Regions from separate parts of the Mus musculus genome. Here region 2 is linked to region 1. Evidence: chromatin contacts called from public promoter capture Hi-C data. All regions are on one chromosome and are shown on one strand. The core of a region is the stretch at or near the end of the contact, and the rest is flanking DNA. Distances in the headings are between cores, read along the strand shown. Region 1 holds the start of Msx1 (msh homeobox 1). Region 2 holds the start of Gsx2 (GS homeobox 2).

Evidence for each region. Promoter capture Hi-C pulls out the DNA fragments that hold promoters and counts their contacts.
Region 2: a contact with region 1 is called in a promoter capture Hi-C map of embryonic stem cells. The contact joins the promoter of Gsx2 here to the promoter of Msx1 in region 1. A contact is called at or near these places in 3 of 39 promoter capture datasets (cranial neural crest and embryonic stem cells).

Annotation. Positions count from the first base shown.
Region 1 is chr5:37,822,824-37,825,889 of GRCm38.p6, forward strand. Msx1 (msh homeobox 1) reads right to left here and starts at 1,762. Exons shown (of 2, transcript NM_010835.2): 1 at 1,042-1,762. The coding sequence starts at 1,510. It overlaps Gm33993 (a long non-coding RNA gene), which reads left to right and starts at 2,932. Exons shown (of 6, transcript XR_868362.1): 1 at 2,932-3,063. RefSeq lists an enhancer at 2,846-3,066.
Region 2 is chr5:75,074,206-75,077,448 of GRCm38.p6, forward strand. Gsx2 (GS homeobox 2) reads left to right here and starts at 1,396. Exons shown (of 2, transcript NM_133256.2): 1 at 1,396-2,132; 2 at 2,761-3,243. The coding sequence starts at 1,556. The coding sequence ends at 3,101.

The DNA.
Region 1 (3,066 bases), core at 512-3,011:
CCCAGAGTCGTTTTCCACCAGGCCGCCCTAAAGAAGGGTGGGTTCATAGGGAAATGTCACTTTGGTCAGCAGCAACAGCCCGGCTCTGGGCCACCTTCCTCAAGCTTTAGGCCCAGGGAGGGGCTGTCTTTTCAAAGACGTTTAATCCCCAGATAAAAATCGTTCCTCAGCATCACGCCATTGAATTTGCAACGCTATTATGTAGGGCGAAATAATCGGAGGAAACGAGGAAAACTTGGGAATTTCCCGTGCTCCTGAAATATCTTCGAGCGGGTTCGCTGGGGAAAGGAAGCCTAAGGGCCGCAAGGACCTAGGACTATCCTGGAACACGTCGCTGGCTGCTGGGTCCGCTTCAAAAGCCTGGTCCAACACATTCGGACACTATAGCAAAGTGGTTAATAGGGAGCTCTTTTGGTTGTCTTGTTGTCTCCACCACCACCACCATCCCCCCTAGTCCGCGATCGTCCCCTCTTGCTAAATCATCCACCCGCCCAAAACACCAAGTTTCTGCTTAAAATTAGATGCGCGGTGGGGCAGGAGTTTTGCAGAACTCCGGAACCCTTTGAGAGGTTCTTTAAATGGGGAGCGCGAGGTTACGGCTGTCTACCAGTAGAAAGTGAAACTCCGCAGAGCTAGGATGTACTGGCCGCTGCGCCCATCCAAGTTGAGGTGCAAAATAACTGAGTTTAGGGTCAGGTGGAGAAGCAGGGCACCCCTGGTGTCCTGACTACCGGAAGAATAAGAAGGTCCACAGACACCCGCGCGCTACAAGTGAAGTGACAGGCTCGGAGGCACTGAGCCAAGGCAAGGAGCGCGGACTAAGCTTTGCCTGCTTTAGGCCTCTAACTCTCTTCCTGGGTGGGAGTGGGAAGAGGCTCAAAGGCGGTCTTCCCGCCAACGCAACCTCTGCACGGCCTCCAGGTACCCAGTTGCAGGTACGCCGACGCCCGAGACAAGCCGGCGCCGGCGCGCGGCCTGGCGCCCTCGGGCCCCACACCCCCTCTTGGCCCCTTCGCTCTCCATCCAGGGCTGGCTACTTACTGGCTGGGGGCGGGGAGAAGCGGGGACTCTGCATCCACGGGGTCCGATCTAGTTTCTCGGGGCTTTCGGCCTTCACCAGAGCATCTTCTGGCAGCTTGAGGAGTCCTCCGACTGAGAAATGGCCGAGAGGCCGCGGCGAGGAGGGCGCATCCGGGGCGCCCAGAGACCCGGGCCGGGTGCCCAAGTGCTGCACCGAGCCACCCGCTGCCTGAGCCCCTTCGGAGGCCACCAGGACGCTCTCCTTGGCCCCGGGCTTCCTGTGATCGGCCATGAGGGCCTCCACGCTGAAGGGCAGGAGTGAAGCGGGCACTTTGGGCTTGGCCCCCTCCTCATCTGTGCCCATGGCGGTTGCGGTGGCCGCAGCAGCCCCGGGGGCTTGGCCAACGCCTCCCCCAGCAGGCTTGGCGAAGGCGGAGTCCTCCACTTTGACACCGAGTGGCAAAGAAGTCATAGCAGCAGCCGGGGCCATGCAGAGCCGGACCCCCCCTCCAGCCGCAGCTCGAGACAGCCCTGGATCATGGGTTTCGGGCAGGCTGGGAGCGCGACCGGCTTCTGCGAGCTCCTGACCGGCTTCTGCGAGCTCCTGGGTTCCTGGCCCGGCCGGCTCTCGCGCGCGAGCCTCCTGCGGCTTCCCCAGAAGGCCAACTCGAGCGAGCGGGGCCTGGATCCCTGCGCCGCTCAGGCCGAGTTCCCAGGCGCACTCGCCGGCTCCGGGTCCGCCGCCGCTCCCCTGAGAACTTGTTAATAAGGCAAGGCCAGCGTGGCAGCGGCCAATCAGAGCGCGAGGGGGCGGGTCCGGAGAGAACCATTGGGCTGTGCTCGTGCCCCGAGGCGCGCTCGGCCTGGGGGCGCTCGGGGAAGGGCCTGACCCGCACAGGCGGGACAGAGCCGGAGGTACCTGGGGAGCTTTTCCGCCTAGCTAAGTCAGGTGGGCATCGGTCCGGCTGGACCCCCACACTCCTGGATGTGGATTCTACCAAGTTCCAGAGGGACTTTTCTTTACTAGTCCTTCTCTTCTGCCAGTCGTCCTCCACCATCCTTTACCCACTTCTTCTGTTCCTCTCCATAGACTACTTTCTTTCCACAGTTTCTCTTATGGTCTGTGCTATTTCTTTCTGTCCCCTTTCCCTCTTCTGGCCCCCTTTCTCGACCACAATTCACTTACAATTTTTTTTTTCTTTTGGTGTTTGCTTTGAATGTTCATAGTTATTTGTCAGAGTAGCAAGGGATAATACTAATTTCTTTTTTTAAAAAAGCCGCCCTAAGTGTCTTATGTCTTCCAATCTTCAAAAATTTACCTCGGAGTAAAAATGGGCCTTTGTCTCCAGGGCTGGACAAAGTTAATCAAAGAAAGTACAGGTCCTGTTGGTTCTGTGGGTACGGGAACAAGTAACATGATCTGGGAAATGAGTTTGGTTCTCATGCAAACACGTACCCCCTCCCTATACGTACTTTTTCTCCAGAAAGTTACACCTCTACCAGAGAACTGCTACTAGCCAAAGAAGCCACTGGATGCCTTGGGTGAAGACCGAAATAAGACCAACAGAACCCACCAACAATCTGGCCTCAACATGACCTCAGACAATGAATCCTCAAAAACAATCACACTTCACTAACTGTGGGTCTGTCTGCTGGTGCAGAGTGGAGGCCCATTTGATGGGCCAGTAGGAAAAATAAGCAGTTCCTGGAGGTATATCTTTGGTGCAAGGCTTAAGAAGTTTTGTTTGCCCGATTTCGAAGGAAACGTGTTTTGTTTTGTTTTGTTTTGTTTTGTTTGACTGATACAAAAAGAAGGAAAGTTGGAGTGGGGACCACAGAAGACCTTGTAAACTGGGTTCGAACAGGCTGTTGGGGAGTTGGGGGGGGGGGGGCTTTTCTTTATATGGCCTCTTATCCCAGGGCCCAGGCTCGCGGCTCCGGGGGAGGTGGAGGAGGTGATTGGCGGCTCACCGGGACTGTGCATTGATGACTGCCGGGCTCTAATCTCCAGGAAACACAAGGGGCTGCCGTGGCCATTTAGGGGTA
Region 2 (3,243 bases), core at 146-2,645, about 37 Mb after region 1:
GCACATTTCTGGAATAGCTGTCTGTTTACACTCAGGAGACCCACCGTCCACTAACCACTTTCTAATTGAATTCTAATCACATTCAAATAGCTCAATAACCAGCCTCAGCTGCAATTCATAAAACTTTAATTGCCATCCATAAATCCTGGGCTCCCTAGAGTGGGGCATCCCTACAACCCAATTATACACTTCCAGCAGGCAAGAGAGGGGTGGTCACAGAGATGGAAAGGGGAAAGAAAGACAGGACAGACACAGAACCCTGAGCCTCCAACTGCTGTTCCCTGCCCTTGATCTTCAAGTTAACTGTCACTGTTGTAAACTCACACTTGAAGTTAGCCATTTTGGTAAAAGGACAGGGGAGAAATTGCTGTCACCTCTGTGGCCTTGACTTTCTCCCAAAGACATCTAGATGGCAGCCACCTAGCAGGTAGGTGCACAAGTCTTTCTGAGCCACCAAATGGAGGTCTGCTACTAAACTGCTCCTTAGGTACAGGCAGGATTCCACCACTAGCTGAATGGCGGAATAAGCAAGGATGCAATAAGCATCTATTGAGAAGGGTGGGGTGGTGTTAGCAGGAGATCACTTAGACCAAGGGACCGCAAGGGCCTCCTCCAGCTGCTACCCCAGTCTCTGCAAAATGTTCCTGGTGAAGTTTAGCGGAGGTTGGGCTTGGAAACTATGTAACTGCTTGAAATAAGAAAGGATTGACTCTTTGCAGAAGGCAGAGCTGCTGGTTAGAAAGATGCACAAGGAAGGATTAGTGGTCTGAGTGACCTCAAGAGAATACAAGGACATTTGAGAATTGATGTAGCCTGGAGTGCTTGGTTTCTAAGCTGGGTTGTTACCCGCCAGACCTTGGCCAAATCGAAAAGCTGGGGAGCAAGGGCAGATATGAATGTGGTGAGCGTTAGACCGGCCGACCTCCACTACAAGGCCACATACGCTGGTCCAGAGCAGAAGTCTCAAGCTTTACTGCGCAGCTAGGGTTGGCTCCTAGGAGCTTAAATGCATTGGTTATCTCAGTTTAAATGGCTTGGAGGTCCCCACCTGGTGCTCTCTGCAGTGTGTCACTGTGAAGCGTTGGACAGAGGCCCAAGCGAGGGAGGAAGGTAGGCAGAAACTGGATCGCTGAGATTTTCCGCTGAGAGTGATGGAGGGAGAGGAGGTCGATCCCTAGCAAAATTAACAGACCCTACACTTAGCGAAGTCTCCCTCTCCCCCTCGTTCTTCCCTGCCTCCCCCCACCCCCACCCCTCCGCTTCTGTTGTGACTCGGGCAGCCTATCCCGAGGGTGGGGAGCTGCCGAGGAGTCTGAGCTGAGCGGTACTCCGCAGCATCACGTGCCGCGGTGGGGGCTATAAAATCCTGGAGCCGGGGCTCCGGGCGGGGGACGTGAGGACCAACCCTCTCCAGGGACCCCTTTGTTCGAGTCCCAGACACCTCAGCATCCCCAAGGACTTGACCGCCCGCGTGCGCCCAGCTTTCCGGACAGTGCTCAGATAGCAGAAGGAGAGAAGGGGACTCAGCAGCCCGCAGGACAAGCCATCCATCGACATGTCGCGCTCCTTCTACGTGGACTCACTCATCATCAAGGACTCCTCACGGCCCGCACCCTCGCTGCCGGAATCGCACCCAGGGCCGGATTTCTTCATCCCGCTGGGCATGCCGTCCCCGTTGGTGATGTCAGTGTCCGGGCCTGGCTGTCCGTCCCGCAAAAGCGGCGCTTTCTGCGTGTGCCCGCTTTGCGTCACCTCGCACCTGCACTCCTCTCGCCCGCCCGCAGGAGCTGGTGGCGGAGCTACGGGGACCGCGGGGGCTGCAGTGGCGGGCGGCGGGGTGGCTGGAGGCACCGGCGCTCTACCTTTGCTCAAAAGCCAGTTCTCTCCCGCTCCTGGGGACGCGCAGTTTTGCCCACGGGTGAGCCACGCACACCATCACCACCACCCACCACAGCATCATCATCACCATCACCAGCCCCAGCAGCCCGGCTCGGCTGCAGCGGCGGCCGCGGCGGCGGCGGCGGCAGCTGCGGCAGCGGCGGCTCTGGGACACCCGCAGCACCACGCACCTGTCTGCGCCGCCACTACCTACAACATGTCGGACCCACGGAGATTCCACTGCCTCTCCATGGGTAGGGCGGGGTACCTGCGTGCCTCCGGGGAAACAAACTTTGCGCCACCAGGGAAGGAGGTGGGAGTAAGGTGGGATCTTCTGTGGAACTGTTGAGATCTTCCCCTAGAAATTCCACGGAGGTGGAAGTTAAGGAGTCAACTTCTTGGCGAGGCCTTGTGCCCTTAGCTCTACAGGTGCACAAGTGTCGCCTGTTATCTGGGCTTTGGAGACCTGGATCAAGACTTCAGAGAAATAGGAGGTTAAACTGACTGAGATTTGGGGTGGATGCGTTTGGACCTCAGTGTGGCATCTTAGCTTCCCTGTTGGTTAAAGGCTGTCTGTGCCTTTGGCCGAGGCTGCTAGCTGGTTAGCTTTGCTAGGCCAATGGAAGACAGACAAGGGGAAGGAGAAGGCAGTAGGTGCAAGTTCCACTGGAGTCCTTTAACTTAAAATCCAGGACATTAAAGGCCTTAATTCTCATGAACGTCTGTCTTTCTTACACTCCCAGACAGACCAGGGACAAACATGGATGTGTTGGGTTAGACTGGGTTCTGGAGCCGCGTTCTTTCCAAGGGTTGTCAAGTAGAGTGGGGTCACTTTTTTTTTTCTGCGGTTCATCACCTCTCTGCTCTCTTTTGGGTCCACAGGAGGCTCCGATACCAGCCAGGTACCCAATGGCAAAAGGATGAGGACAGCGTTTACCAGCACGCAGCTCCTGGAGCTGGAGCGAGAATTCTCTTCCAATATGTACCTGTCCCGACTCCGGAGAATCGAGATCGCGACATACCTAAACCTGTCAGAGAAGCAGGTGAAAATCTGGTTTCAGAACCGTCGCGTGAAGCACAAGAAGGAGGGGAAAGGCGCTTCGAGGAACAATCACACAAGCTGCAAGTGCGTGGGTAGCCAGGCGCATTATGCGCGCTCCGAGGACGAGGACTCCTTGTCCCCTGCCTCGGCTAACGAAGACAAGGAGATTTCCCCCTTGTAAAGGCAGAGGCTCCTTCTGCTACCTGCTCCCGGTACCCTGCCCTCCTCCTCCCCATCAGCACAGGGACCAAAGTTCTAGTCCATTGCCCTCATTCCACCTGGAAAAGAAACTCTGAAAAGTCCGGGGAATTCAATGCCGGGCC